Linked DNA regions of Ovis aries: region 2 is linked to region 1. The links are chromatin contacts, called in public Hi-C maps. All regions are on one chromosome and are shown on one strand. The core of a region is the stretch at or near the end of the contact, and the rest is flanking DNA. Distances in the headings are between cores, read along the strand shown.

Evidence for each region. A called contact is a pair of places that touch in the nucleus more often than the background predicts.
Region 2: a contact with region 1 is called in a Hi-C map of liver, with 2.1 times the contacts expected there. The contact joins the promoter of U2AF1 here to the enhancer-like site in region 1. A contact is called at or near these places in 3 of 16 Hi-C or Micro-C datasets (hypothalamus, liver and muscle).

The regions. Positions count from the first base shown.
Region 1 is chr1:263,861,930-263,868,069 of ARS-UI_Ramb_v3.0, reverse strand. It overlaps PKNOX1 (PBX/knotted 1 homeobox 1), which reads right to left. Exons shown (of 13, transcript XM_060405931.1): 3 at 5,988-6,056; 4 at 4,967-5,073; 5 at 2,537-2,664; 6 at 359-530. The coding sequence starts at 5,017. Among named protein-coding and RNA genes, the nearest start is that of PKNOX1, 22 kb to the right of the region's middle. Within about 2 kb of position 2,164, at least 3 of the 54 cell types and tissues checked have an H3K27ac peak or open chromatin away from gene starts, as enhancers often do. A contact at or near this core is called in liver, where this site is marked.
Region 2 is chr1:263,954,601-263,960,740 of ARS-UI_Ramb_v3.0, reverse strand. It overlaps U2AF1 (U2 small nuclear RNA auxiliary factor 1), which reads left to right and starts at 2,414. Exons shown (of 8, transcript XM_027960886.3): 1 at 2,414-2,519. The coding sequence starts at 2,476. LOC121817445 (a long non-coding RNA gene) reads right to left here and starts at 2,246. Exons shown (of 2, transcript XR_006057375.2): 1 at 1,359-2,246.

The sequences.
Region 1 (6,140 bases), core at 915-3,414:
GCTGGCCTCCAGAGCAAAGCCAGGGTCCACGATCAGGGGAGAGCTGAGAGCTGATGCTGGGCTCAGACACACTGCCTGGGAAGCAAGGCAGGGGGCACGGCAATCCCAGAGGGCCTTCCAAACACTCGGGAGGGACTGAACTCCTGGCCCACTCAGCTCACAGGCTCAAGCCATCTGGCTGGATTACTACAGGAAGGGGTCACTGGAGAATGCTGGAGACCTGGCTGATCTCAAGAAATGGAAAATTCCCCGCTTCAGCAAAACCAAAAACAATCCAAAGTTCTAATTAGAGATGTACAATTTACTGAACAGGTTAAATTTAGAAGAAATAAAAATGAAAACCGCGAATTTTACTTACTAAATTGTCAGTTTCTGGATCTTCACAGAAGAAGGGCTTTCCCTCCTTCTCCTGCTTCCTCACAAAGTTCTCAATGTCCACATCGAAACTGGCAGAAGTTGTGCCTTCTGAGCCCTGGGTAGACTGTTCACATTTTTCAAACAACAAAGCTAATAATGGAAATAGTGGATGCCTGGGGGGGAAAATGTTAAAATATGTGTTCTACATTTTCATGAAAATGCTTTAGTACGTATATACGCACTGTTTTATATAAGAGCTTTGCTGAGATATAATTCACATGCCACACAATTCACCCGCTTACAGTTTATAATTTGGTGGATTTTAGTATATTCACAGAGTTGTACAACCACCACCGTCAATTTTATAATATGATCACCCCCCAAGGAAACCCTGTAGCTGTTCGTAGTCACTCTCCATTCTCCACCAAACTCCAGCCCCAGGTCAGCACTAATCTGCCGTCTTACAGATTTGCCAGTTCTAGACATTTTATACAAATGGAGTCATATATTATGTGACCTTCAGTGTCTGACTTTTTTCACTTCGCATGATGTCCTCAAGGCTTGTCACTGTTGGAACATGTATCAGTCAGTACCTCCTTCTTTGTTCTGGCCACATAATATTCCATTGCATGGTTAACACCAGCTGGCTAACTCCGGAGTTTACGTTAGGTCCATATTCTACTTTGAGTAGATTTTTGTGTCGGATGTGAGCTTAGGGCATGGGTCTTCTCTCTGCTCATCGATGTCCAGCCGCTCCAGCGCCATTTGTTGGAGAGTCTACCTCTCCTCCACTGAGAAAATCAAGTAGACAAAGTCTTCCAACTTCATTCTTCTTGCTCAAAATTGTTTCAGCAGCTCTAGTTCTTTGACTTCCATATAAAATTTACGACTAACTTGTCTATATGTATAAATACATCCTGCTGAGATTTTCATTGGAACTGCTACAGAGCTAAAGATCAATTTCAGGACATCTTTACGATGCTGAATCTTCCCGCCCATGAACACAGCATGCCCTTTTATTAACGATTTCTTTGCCTGCCTGCATGGGCGTTTTACAGTTTTCAGCATAAAGTTTCTGCATGTGTTTTGTCAGATTTACATCAAAATTTTTTTGGAGCTCTTGTAATGGTATTATTATCTTTTTAACTTCAGTTTTCAATTGTACACTATTAGTATAAAAATAGGACTGGTTTCTATGTGTTGCTGTTGCAACCTGTGACCTTATTAAACTCAATTGTTTCATTCTGGAAGTTCTTTGGTAAACTTTGAGATTTTCTATACATAGACAATCACATCATTTGTGCATAAAGCCAATTTAATTTCTGCCTTTCTAACTGGATATGTCTTTTCCTTGTCTTGCCTCACTGAACTGGCTGAACTTCTGCCACAGAGATGAACAGGAGGAGCCAGGGTGGACACCTCTGCCTTGTCCCCAGACTTGGGGAAAACATTCCATCTTCCACCATTAAGTATGACGTGAGCTATAGGTTTTTTGGTAGTTTCCCTACATCAGGTTAAGAAAGCTCCCCTCTACGACTGCTGCACTGGCGGTTTTTAGGTATAACTGGCTGTTGACTTCTGTCAAATGCTTCTTGGCATCACTTGATATGATCACATCATATGGCTCACTGGTTGATCTCTGAATGGTGAACCAGTCTCGCTTCCTGGGATAAACTCCACCTGGTCAGTAATATTCTTCTCTTTCCATGCTGCTCTGCTCGATTTTGTTAATATTTTACTAATGATTTTTATGCCAAAGTTCATGAAGCATACGGACTGGTCTTCACGTTTCTTTTTCTGTGTTGTCTTTGTCTGGCTTTGGTGGCAGAGGTGATTCTCCATTCATAAGGTGAGCTCAGAAGCACCCCGTGTTCTGTTTACTGGGAGAAACTGGGTAGACTTCCTGTTTCTCCTTCTTTGTGGTAGAAATCTCTAGTACCATCAGCTGGGCTTAAAGACTGCTTGTTGTAAGGTTGACTAAATGTAGACTTATACTCCAAAACTGTTTTTTAAAAAGATATTAGCAATAACATGGTAACCTGAGAAAACTTTCACCCCAGCATTATCACATTCCAGCCCACTACTCTGCCCAGCCAACAGCTCACTTTCGGTTTAACCAGGCCTCCATCCTCATCACTCCTCTGAACGAACACCCACACACTTCACATCTCACCGCTACCTATAAATGGCCTGCTTATCTGCATCCATCGGTGTCTGGGACCCCACCGGGGGAGGGCTCACTCCTTCCACATCTGGTTCAGAGCAGTTGGGGTCTTGCTCCGTTTTTAACTCTGTGACTACCTGCATCTGTGAGAGGAGGAGAGTATTTTTGTTACTAAAAACAAAGTAAGTTGCTGCTAAGTATTCTACTCTCAAAGCAGAGGAATGGCAAACTGCCAGGTGGTTATATAACTGGCAATAGTACGTAAGGAATATACCAACAAAGCTCCTTTGAATGTACTAATAATATGCTTTTAAATGGTTAAAAAAAAAGGTCAGATTTCCAAACCATTTAAAAATTGAGAGGACTGACGTGTGAAACACATTATTTGCAAAACCTCTGAAGGGAACCAGTGCATGTGAGACCTGACCCGTCCGCCTCTCCTCGCTGTAACATCCTCACAGCAGGTAATGCTGTGGTTGGAGAAGGAGAAACAGTCCACGCTCTCTTATCTTGTCACAAAAACAACTCAAGCCCAAGACACTTCATATGTGTGATGGGGCTGGAATTCTCCCTTACCAGTCCTTAAACTCAGGAATACACAAGGTATAAAACTTTAAGGAAAGTCACTGCATCTAGAAAGCAAAGACCAGCTGGGTTTAAAGAACAGCTTTAAACATAAGAGGAAGTCTTGAAGCTATTATCATTGAAATTGCTTTGGCTGGCTGTGCTATTTGGAACTTAGGGGAAGAATATTTAAATCCCTAAACATAAAAGAAATCGATTTACAAATAAAACAAAACCACTCCCTTAACTTCTCTTATCCCTGAGCAGATCAGTGCCCTGGCTTCTTCAGGGCTGGGGTGTCTGGGATCTACCTGCCCCGCCCCCAGCTGCTTCCCCTTTCCCCTCAAGGAGGTAGACTCTTGGGGGAGCCTGGGTGGCGGGGCTTATCCTCAGTCGTCCTGCCAGGAGGGCAGCCTGGCGCTCGGGCTGCAGCCCTGCAGGCTGCCTTGGGCTTTGTTCTCTCCAACAGAACAGAGCCAGCAGGTCACTCCATGATGCTTCCGGATGAAACAGCATACTCAGGAATAGCTTCTCTCTTAAAAAATAAACCAAAACCGAAAGCAACTGACTAAAAAAGCCCAATCAAACAGTATTTCTGGAGAGAAGTCTGACAGTATTATTTTTTAAAAAGCTTAAGATTTATTTCAGGATTTTTTAAAATGATTATGAAAAAAGACCAATCTAACTGTTCGCCCTCAGAGGGCTGTCTAAGTAGACGTGGTCGATCTATATTGTAGAAAATCAAATGCTTACTGCAAGGAAGAACACTCACAACAGTTTTCCACATCCTGGGAGGTGCGGAGCTATTACAAGCACTGGCCCAGCCCTCCCTGGACTCAGTGCCTCAGGGCGGGGGTCAGCTGCAGGGGCAGTAGAGGTGAGAGCATGTGAGGGTCCAGGGTCCCCAGGGCACAGAGCCCGCAAGAAGTCGCCACAGGGACGCCATTAGATGTGCCTCTGAGAAACAAAATCACTTGGAAATAGCAGAGGACTTCCGGTAAAGAGAGCAGCCTGGAACAGAATTCCCTATCTCTGAGAAGTAGAAACACTTAATTTGAAAAGTCAACAAAAACAAAATTGCTGCAATGGGAAACATTCCAGGAATGGCATAAAACTGTCCATCAAAGAAAGACCTAACTTGGAAAGGGAGGGGCACAGCCTCCAAATCTCACCAAGTGGGGAGTGACAGGTGGGTGAGCTGCCCCAGGCTTGGGCGCTCCCTACACCCTCAAGCAGGGAGCTGGGTATCGTGACCGCCTCCTGCAGGGATAGGAAAAGTACAGACAGAACCCCACGCGTCATCAGATGAGCCCCCTCCACCGCCCACATCCACGGACAGAAACAGAGCAGATGGTCCGGCTCCACTCAGACCAGCAAGCGGGCAACACGGGAATCTGCGATCATCACCACAACCAGCTTTTCTGTAAAACCGACATTTACTAACACTAACATTAAAAAGGTAAATTCCCAAGAAACTCTGATTTAGGGGACTCAAAATTACTGAATCTTGGTGTTATTTAGGAAACAACTTGAACAATTCTACAGCTAATCCTTCGGAGCACCAAGATGTAATAAATGCATCGAGCATTTAACAGTGACCCTGCATCCGCAGGGAGGCATGTGTGAACGCACAGGCGCTGCGGGTGCCCCAGCAGGGAGGCGTGTGTGAACGCACAGGCAGGCGCTGCGGGTGCTCCAGGAGGGAGCCGTGTGTGAACGCACAGGCAGGTGCTGCGGGTGCTCCAGCAGGGAGCCGTGTGTGAACGCACAGGCGCTGCGGGTGCCCCAGCAGGGAGGCGTGTGTGAACGCACAGGCGCTGCGGGTGCTCCAGCGCCAGGTGGGTGGGCTGCTCAGGGTGTGGGGCAGGGTGCAGCGCTCACTTGTTGCCCATCTGGATAGCTGTCTATGCTCAGTGTCTGTGTCGCCATCATGGTGAATGAATTCCTTATAAAACATCAGATCGTCTTGAGTCAAACGCAAATGGTGTCTGGGAAAACAAAAACAGAGAAGCATCAGTCACTAAGTCAGAGCATTGCTGTCTGCTTACTCCATAGCGCCCATATACCTTTTAAAATACGTTATTTCCACACGGAAAGTAAAAAGCACCCTTCACTACGGTCTAAGACAAACACTACGCGGCACTCCGCACCTGCCTGGTAATCACACATTAGTGCCTGCCTGGCCGGGTGTGTCAGCTCGTTTGCAGGCATTTGGGTCTCCCTCACTCACTGAGCAACACCTAGTAAAGTCTACATGTGCAGGACACTGTCCTGGGCCCTGGGGCTTTCCCAGGACCACAAACAGGAGGGACACCAGGCAGCACACAGGAGACATGGGCAGGGGAACACGACAGAGGGCGAGCGTGCAGCTGGCGGGCCCCAGGGCCATGTGACACTGAGCCTGCCAGGCCAGTCTTAGGCAGGAGGGACACAGGAGGGCTTGGAGGGATGGCGCCAGGCATCAGCTTACAGCCACAGGCAGCACAGAGGTGGACACTGCCATCCACCTGTCAGTGCACACTCAGGTACCTGAGATGAGGAAACTAGGTGGGGACAGAGGATGACGGGGGCAGCTGCCCGCCACCCACAGGCAGTAGGACAGTGGTGCTGTGTGCAGAGGGACGGCAGGGAAGGGGCGGCATGGGGGGGAAAGAGCAGGCCACACCGGCTCATGGTCCAGGTAAACATGGTGGTCTTCCTGGGGGGCAGGAAGTCCTGGGAAGGTGTGAGCAGGAAGGCAGAGGCTTCAGCTCAGGACAGGCCCTCTGATGGTGTGCAGGGCGGACTGAATGACTGTGGCGCCAAGGAGGGCGGGGGCGTGTGGACAAGAGCCTCAGAAGCACAGGCTGTGCAGAGGGTCTGGCTGCACGTGGGAAGGGTCGGGAGAGTTGACAGTCCTCACCTGAGCAACCGGCCAAGCAGAGCCGCATGTCCAGAGGTGGAGCCAACCGTGGGGAACAGGTTCTATGGCCTGGGGGGAGAAAGCAAGAGACAGGACGTTGCAGGCTCGAGACGCTTCTCAGCATCCACAGGGAACCTGAACAAGCGAGGCTGG
Region 2 (6,140 bases), core at 1,165-3,664, 92 kb before region 1:
CACATGGACATCACCAGATGGTCAACATCGAAATCAGATTGATTATATTCTTTGCAGCCAAAGATGGAGAAGCTCTATACAGTCAACAAAAACAAGACCGGGAGCTGACTGTGGCTCAGATCATGAACTCCAACATATAGAACAGAAGTTAATTACTGTTCTTCCCTGGATCTAAGGGGCTTCCCTCATAGCTCAGTTGGTAAAGAATCTGCCTACAATGCAGGTGACCCAGGTTCAGTCCCTGGGTTTGGAAGATCCCCTGGAGAAGGGAATGGCAACCCACTGCAGTATTCTTGTCTGGAGAATTCCATGGAGAGAGAAGCCTGGTAGGCTACAGTCCATGTGGTTGCAGAATCAGACAGGACTAAGCAACTAACACTTTCACTCACTCAAGGTTACTTAAGAAACAATCAATACAAGAGACACACACTGTCTCCCTGAGAGTAGGAAATAAGTCTCCCCTGTAAAAGGTGCAACCCTGCACCTGGAGGCAGAAGGATTCTTATCACCAAAGATGGGGAATTTGGGCACATGAAGCTTATATAAGCAAACTTTTCTACTTCTTTAACTGGGCACCCCAATCTTAAGTCTGTCAATTCCTCACAAAGTCACAGCTTGTCTAAAAAGAATAAAAGCTGCCTGCTTTGCCCACTTCTTGCTGTGGTTACTTGCTTAGTCATGTGTGACTTTTGCAACCCCATGGACTGCAGCCTGCCAGACTCCTCTGTCCATGGAATTCTTTAGGCAAGAATACTGGAGTAGGTTGCCATTCCTTTCTCCAGGGGATCTTCCCATCCCAGGGATCAAACTCCAGTCTCCTGCACTGCAAGCAGATTCTTTATCCTCTGAGTCACCACGGAAGTCCTTGCCCACTTCTTAGGTCCCATTTCTATGGGGCCCCATGTGCATGAATTAGAGTTAAGTTTCTTCTTTTCCTGGTAATCTACCTTGAGTCAGTTTTACTATTAGTCCAGCCACCAGAACCCAAGAGGGTTGAGGGGTTATTTCACTTCCCCTAAAGTACAAATAGGATCCAAGCCCCTGCTATGACACCCACCAACCAAAAAAGCAGTTCTCAAACTGTGTTCAGAGGGAACCGAGTCCTCCTCGTACCTGCTTTGAGGGCTACACAAGCACCTGGTTGTTATTTTTACCCTCACTCTCAAATGTGCTCCATACCACATTTTAACACAGTAGACACTGCCAAAGCATTTCTGCCAGGATAAAACTCATTTTTGTGCAGGCTTCTTCCCAGGATAAAACTTTTTGTTGCGTTCTCTGTTTACGAATTTCTGAGACTGCAGACCTGGGTGGACAAATAAACCAGGTGTGCGTTTGCCCCAAATGCAAAACGATACCTGCAGGACACTTGCTGCAGGACTGTCAGTAGAGGCGAGACTGGCTCTTCCTTGGGCCCATCAACAGGGGACTGGTTAGCCACACAACGGAGCTCTGGGGAGCCATGAAAGTAGTCAGGACTGCGCCCACAGTCCTATGGAGCCATCTGTGGGAAGGGCCGCTGGGTGAAAGAAGGGAACGAGGAAGAAACAGTGGGTAAAAAGGAGTTGCCTCAAAAAAAAAAAAAAAAAAAAAAAAACCAGAATGAATTAGGAACACTGGAGGTGGGTAGCTCTGGGGAAAAGGACCCGGAGTCCACGCAGATCTGTGACTCTGCTCGGCCCCCTCGTCGCAGCGGCCCCTGCACTTTGGCTTCTTCGTGGTCTTCAGGGTTTCTGTGCCGAGCATTGCTGGACGTCCCTAAACCTGTCCCGAGCCCATAACTCCTCACTCTCTCGCACCGCTCTGTCTTGCGGGCCCGTGAGCTCGGCCCGAAGACGTGCGCTCCGCCTTCCCAGCATCGGAGCCTCTCCAAACCCGCCGGGCTTTTCCGGGGCCAGGCCCAGGCGGCACACCTCCGGACCGGGGAGCAGGGGAGCTCCGACTCTGCTCCCCGAAGACGAGGAAGCTGAAGAACGCGTCTTCCCGGAGGAAGGGTTCGGTGGGGAACCCCCAGGGAAAGTGCGGTGAGGGGGATCTCGCACCGCTTAGAGCCCGCGGAACCCCCAACGCGAGACAGGCGCGTTCAGGGCCCGGCCCCAGGGACTTCGTGGAAAAGCCCCTCGGCCGCTGCCTCCTCTGCAGCCGCTTGGCTTCTCTGCGCATTGGGGAACGCCGGTGGAGGTCGCCGGGCCCCAGGCCCGGGCGCGAGGAGCGCTGGCGCCAGCCCGAAGAACCTAACGAGAGCCGGTAGGTGGCGCTGGCAGGCGGCGCGCGGGCGCCGCGACCGCCAGGGCAGCGCCTCCCGCGCGCGCCAAGCCCCGCCCATGCGCAGGCAGCGCCTCTCCTGATTGGGCAGTGCCGCCACGCTGGTGAGGAGGAACGAGCGTCGTCGCGTCCGGGTGACGTCTCTGGCGGGCGTCGGGCGGGGTCGTCGGCGTCGGCAGCAGTGTCGGCGGCGGCGGCGGCGGGTGGGAAATGGCGGAGTACTTGGCCTCCATCTTCGGCACCGAGAAAGACAAGTAAGTGAGAACCGGCCGCAGAGGTTCCGAGCTGGAGAGACGGGTGGCTCGCGGAGGAGCTTGGCGGCGGGGCCCGGACGGCGGCGGGAGGCTCGGCGGGGGGAGGGGCGGGCTGCCCTTCCGGCCTCAGGAGCCGCGCTCCGCCGCGTGCGCCCGGGCAGGCGGGCGATGGGCCGGGCGGGCGCCGGGCTTCCTCTTGGGCAGAGCGGCCTCTCCCGCCGGGGGCTCCTTGGTGGCCCACCTACAGGCGACCCGTGCCCCCGGCTCTCGGAAGCCGACTCGAGTTGTGCTGAAGTTGTCAACGTTAACGATTCTCCCAAGTTTGATCTTTTAATGTCGAATCGGGCAGGCTGTAGTATAGACTCGCCCGCGTTAAATCGCTAGATAACTGAGGTTCCTGTTAGGGTTTTAGATGCTTAACAAGCCACTTGTGTGAGTTAAGCGATCATCGAACAGCTCATAAGGACATTTATTGTGAAACAGTATTTTGGAGATTACGAGTTAACTAACCGTGAAAGACAGTCTGCTTTTAAAATACTTTCAGGTGCAATTCCAATATAAGAATAAGATGGGTGATTTTTTTAGGTTGCATACCTTCCGTAGTTAGTTGTTAGGTTGAGAGTAAAAATAATATAATTTTGGGTTTGCCAGTTGTTAATTTTGGAGGACAGTTCTTTAAAAACCTTAAGATTGAGCTGGATGTATTCTTCGAATAAATGGTTAGCATCTTGGTGTTCTTCAGAGCTGTACAGGGTTTATGTGAATATGTTTTTAACAGTAAACTCGTAAGTTTGCCATAGCTAATGTTTTGACTTTATCAAAAACTTTTAATTGTTTCTGTTTTCCAGGATGCAGTGTACCTTGTAAAATGTCTTTTACATATTCTAGAATCTTGAGTTGTTTGGAAGAGGGGGTTATATTTTTTCCTAGCAAAACTCACGACAGTCATCAGTCATATTCAGTCCAGAAACACTTACTGAGTGTCAGCTCAAGGCCAGTGTCTGGGGACTCAGATATGGGTAGAATCTGGATCTTGTTCTCAAGGAGCAAGGGGGTGCTTGTCGTGCAAAGGATAACTGAATGAAAATGAATTGAAACGCATTAAGTGCTGTGGAAGAGAGGCCTGCCCTGAATGCTGTGGCCCCAGAGACAGCAGCTTGGGAAACAGGATCTTGAACGGATCAGCCAGCTCTGCTGGACAAAGAGGCTTCTCAAGTTTGCTGAAGAGCGTGCAGTGTCGATTTTACTCATGAGCTTATATCAGTGTGGGCTGTGGCTAATGTCTCCTTGAGTTTTTCTTTCCCTCGTTCTTGTAAAAAGCTGCATAAGGTGATGGTATCACTGTTGTTTTGTGAAGCTCTTACATTCCTGCCATAAATAACCCCATTTCATCTGTTAAGAGTTATATTATAAAAGTCACAGCTGTAATAGTTTAGGAAACTTGATTATTTAATCTAGGCTTCTTGTTTCAGGGAGGTTTGTGGAGTTTTAATTTCCAGGAAACAGCTCAAAATTTTCAGCTGAAAAATGATTCCTGCTAACTTTTTAAATTTAATTTGAACTGAAAGTAAAATGTACACCTAGCAATTAAAAATATTTAGCTAATTACACATTTGAGGTTTTAGACACTTTCTAAATCTAAGGATGGATTAGCCTTTCTGATATCTTCTCTCAAATAGTACACTGCATGTTTTAACATCTTTTCATTTTATTGCAGTAGTCCAGTGAGCCTACTAGAAAAGCTTTGACTAATAGATTCAATTCAGTGATTAACTGGTCATTGTGAAATGAGAGTCATTTCTGATAGTACAGCAGCAAGGATTGTTTCACTTATATATAATAGTTGGGTGTTAATGGTTGAGACAGGGGTTTTGTCCATTCTGAGACAGTCTTAAACTATTTTCAAGTGACTTTCTGAAGATGTAATGTGACATACTCAAGTGTATGTAGTAATCATTTTTCTCTCCTCATAAATTTAGACTTCTCCATTTTTATTGCTATCTGATAATAAATAAATGGCTAGTTGATTTCATGGGCCATCAAATTTCACTGAGGCCCTTTAATCTTAACTGTGAATGTGAAAGTCGCTCAGTCATGTCCGACAGTGGGTAGCCTTTCCCTTCTCCAGGCGATCTTCCCAGCCCAGGGATTGAACCCAAGTCTCCTGCGTTGGCAACTGTGAATGGCCCTTGCTAAAATAATTGACTCTACAGGGTAACTTTTCCACCTCTGCAAGTCTGAGTTTTAATGGGACACATCTAGGAAGGTTGCGTAACTCATCACAGATCTGCTCAGCCACCATGCGTTGCTGTCAGGCTGGCTGGATTGCTAGTTTTGATTTTGTCTGCATCGCCCAAGTATTGGAGCATATTGAGAGATGACCTTGTGTAGTTCTTACGAGCAGAGTGGGTGCCCCAATAGCTTATTCTCAGTGTATTGAAACTGGGGAGGATTGTTTACTTCAGACCTCTTTTGGAAATATTCTGTTGGTCTGCTGTCTTGGCTCAGGGAACCTGGACTTTGTATTTATTTAGATGATAGTGACTGCATGTGATGAGCACATAGTATACTTGATCCTGGTTCTTGGAACAGTGCCAGGGTTGGCATTTTCCTCAGTTTACAGAGACCCGGACAGGTGGGGGTGACTGGCCCAAACCCCAAGCAACTAGTAGCAGAGTCAAGATCCTGACCCCTCACCAGACTGCTGATGTCCTCAAGAGAGGAGTTCATCATGGAAGGAAAAGGAGCAGATAGGTTTTGAGTTAAATATAGTTTTAGACTAACTTACATTCAGTTTAAGAGAGAACAGTGGAGCAGAGAAGTATTGAATCTAATTGAACCTTTGAACCACATGGAGGTTGGGGTGCCAGCCCTCTGCACAGTCAGTAATCCAGTCCCAGTTCATTTACCCTCCAGTCAGCCCTTCATGTCTGCTGTTCTGAATCCTGCGATTCATCCAACTATGGGTCCCGTAGTCCTGCAGTATTTAATAACCGAAAAATCCGAATAGAAGTTGTTCAAGGACCAACCGTACTTGAAAGTGAAGGGGATTTCAATGAGGAGGAAATCAGGTTAGAATAGAGTGCCGTGTTTGAAGAGGGGCAAATTGAAGTTAAATAAACCAGGGCTTGCCAGGGTACAGAAGTGGTAAAGAATCTGCCTGCATGCAGGAGACGTGAGGTTTGTTCCCTGGGTCAGGAAGCTCTTCTGGAGGAGGGCATGGCAGCCCCCTCCAGCATTCTTGCCTGAAGAATCCCATGGACAGAAGTGTGGTGGGCTGCCATCCATGGGATCACAAAGAGGTGGACACAACTGATCAGGTGGGCTGCTGCTAAGTCGCTTCAGTCATGTCCGACTCTGTGCGACCCCATAGACGGCAGCCCACTAGGCTCCTCTGTCTCTGGGATTCTCCAGGCAAGAACACTGGAGTGGGTTGCCAGTTCCTTCTCCAATGCATGAAAGTGAAGAGTGAAAGTGAAGTCGCTCAGTCAGCCCGACTCTTAGCGACCCCATGGACTGCAGGCCACCAGGCTCCTCCGTCCATGGGGTTTTCCAGGCAAGAGCACTGGAGTGGGGTGCCATTGCCTTCAAAGTACCTGTTACCAAGAGAAACAATGTGCC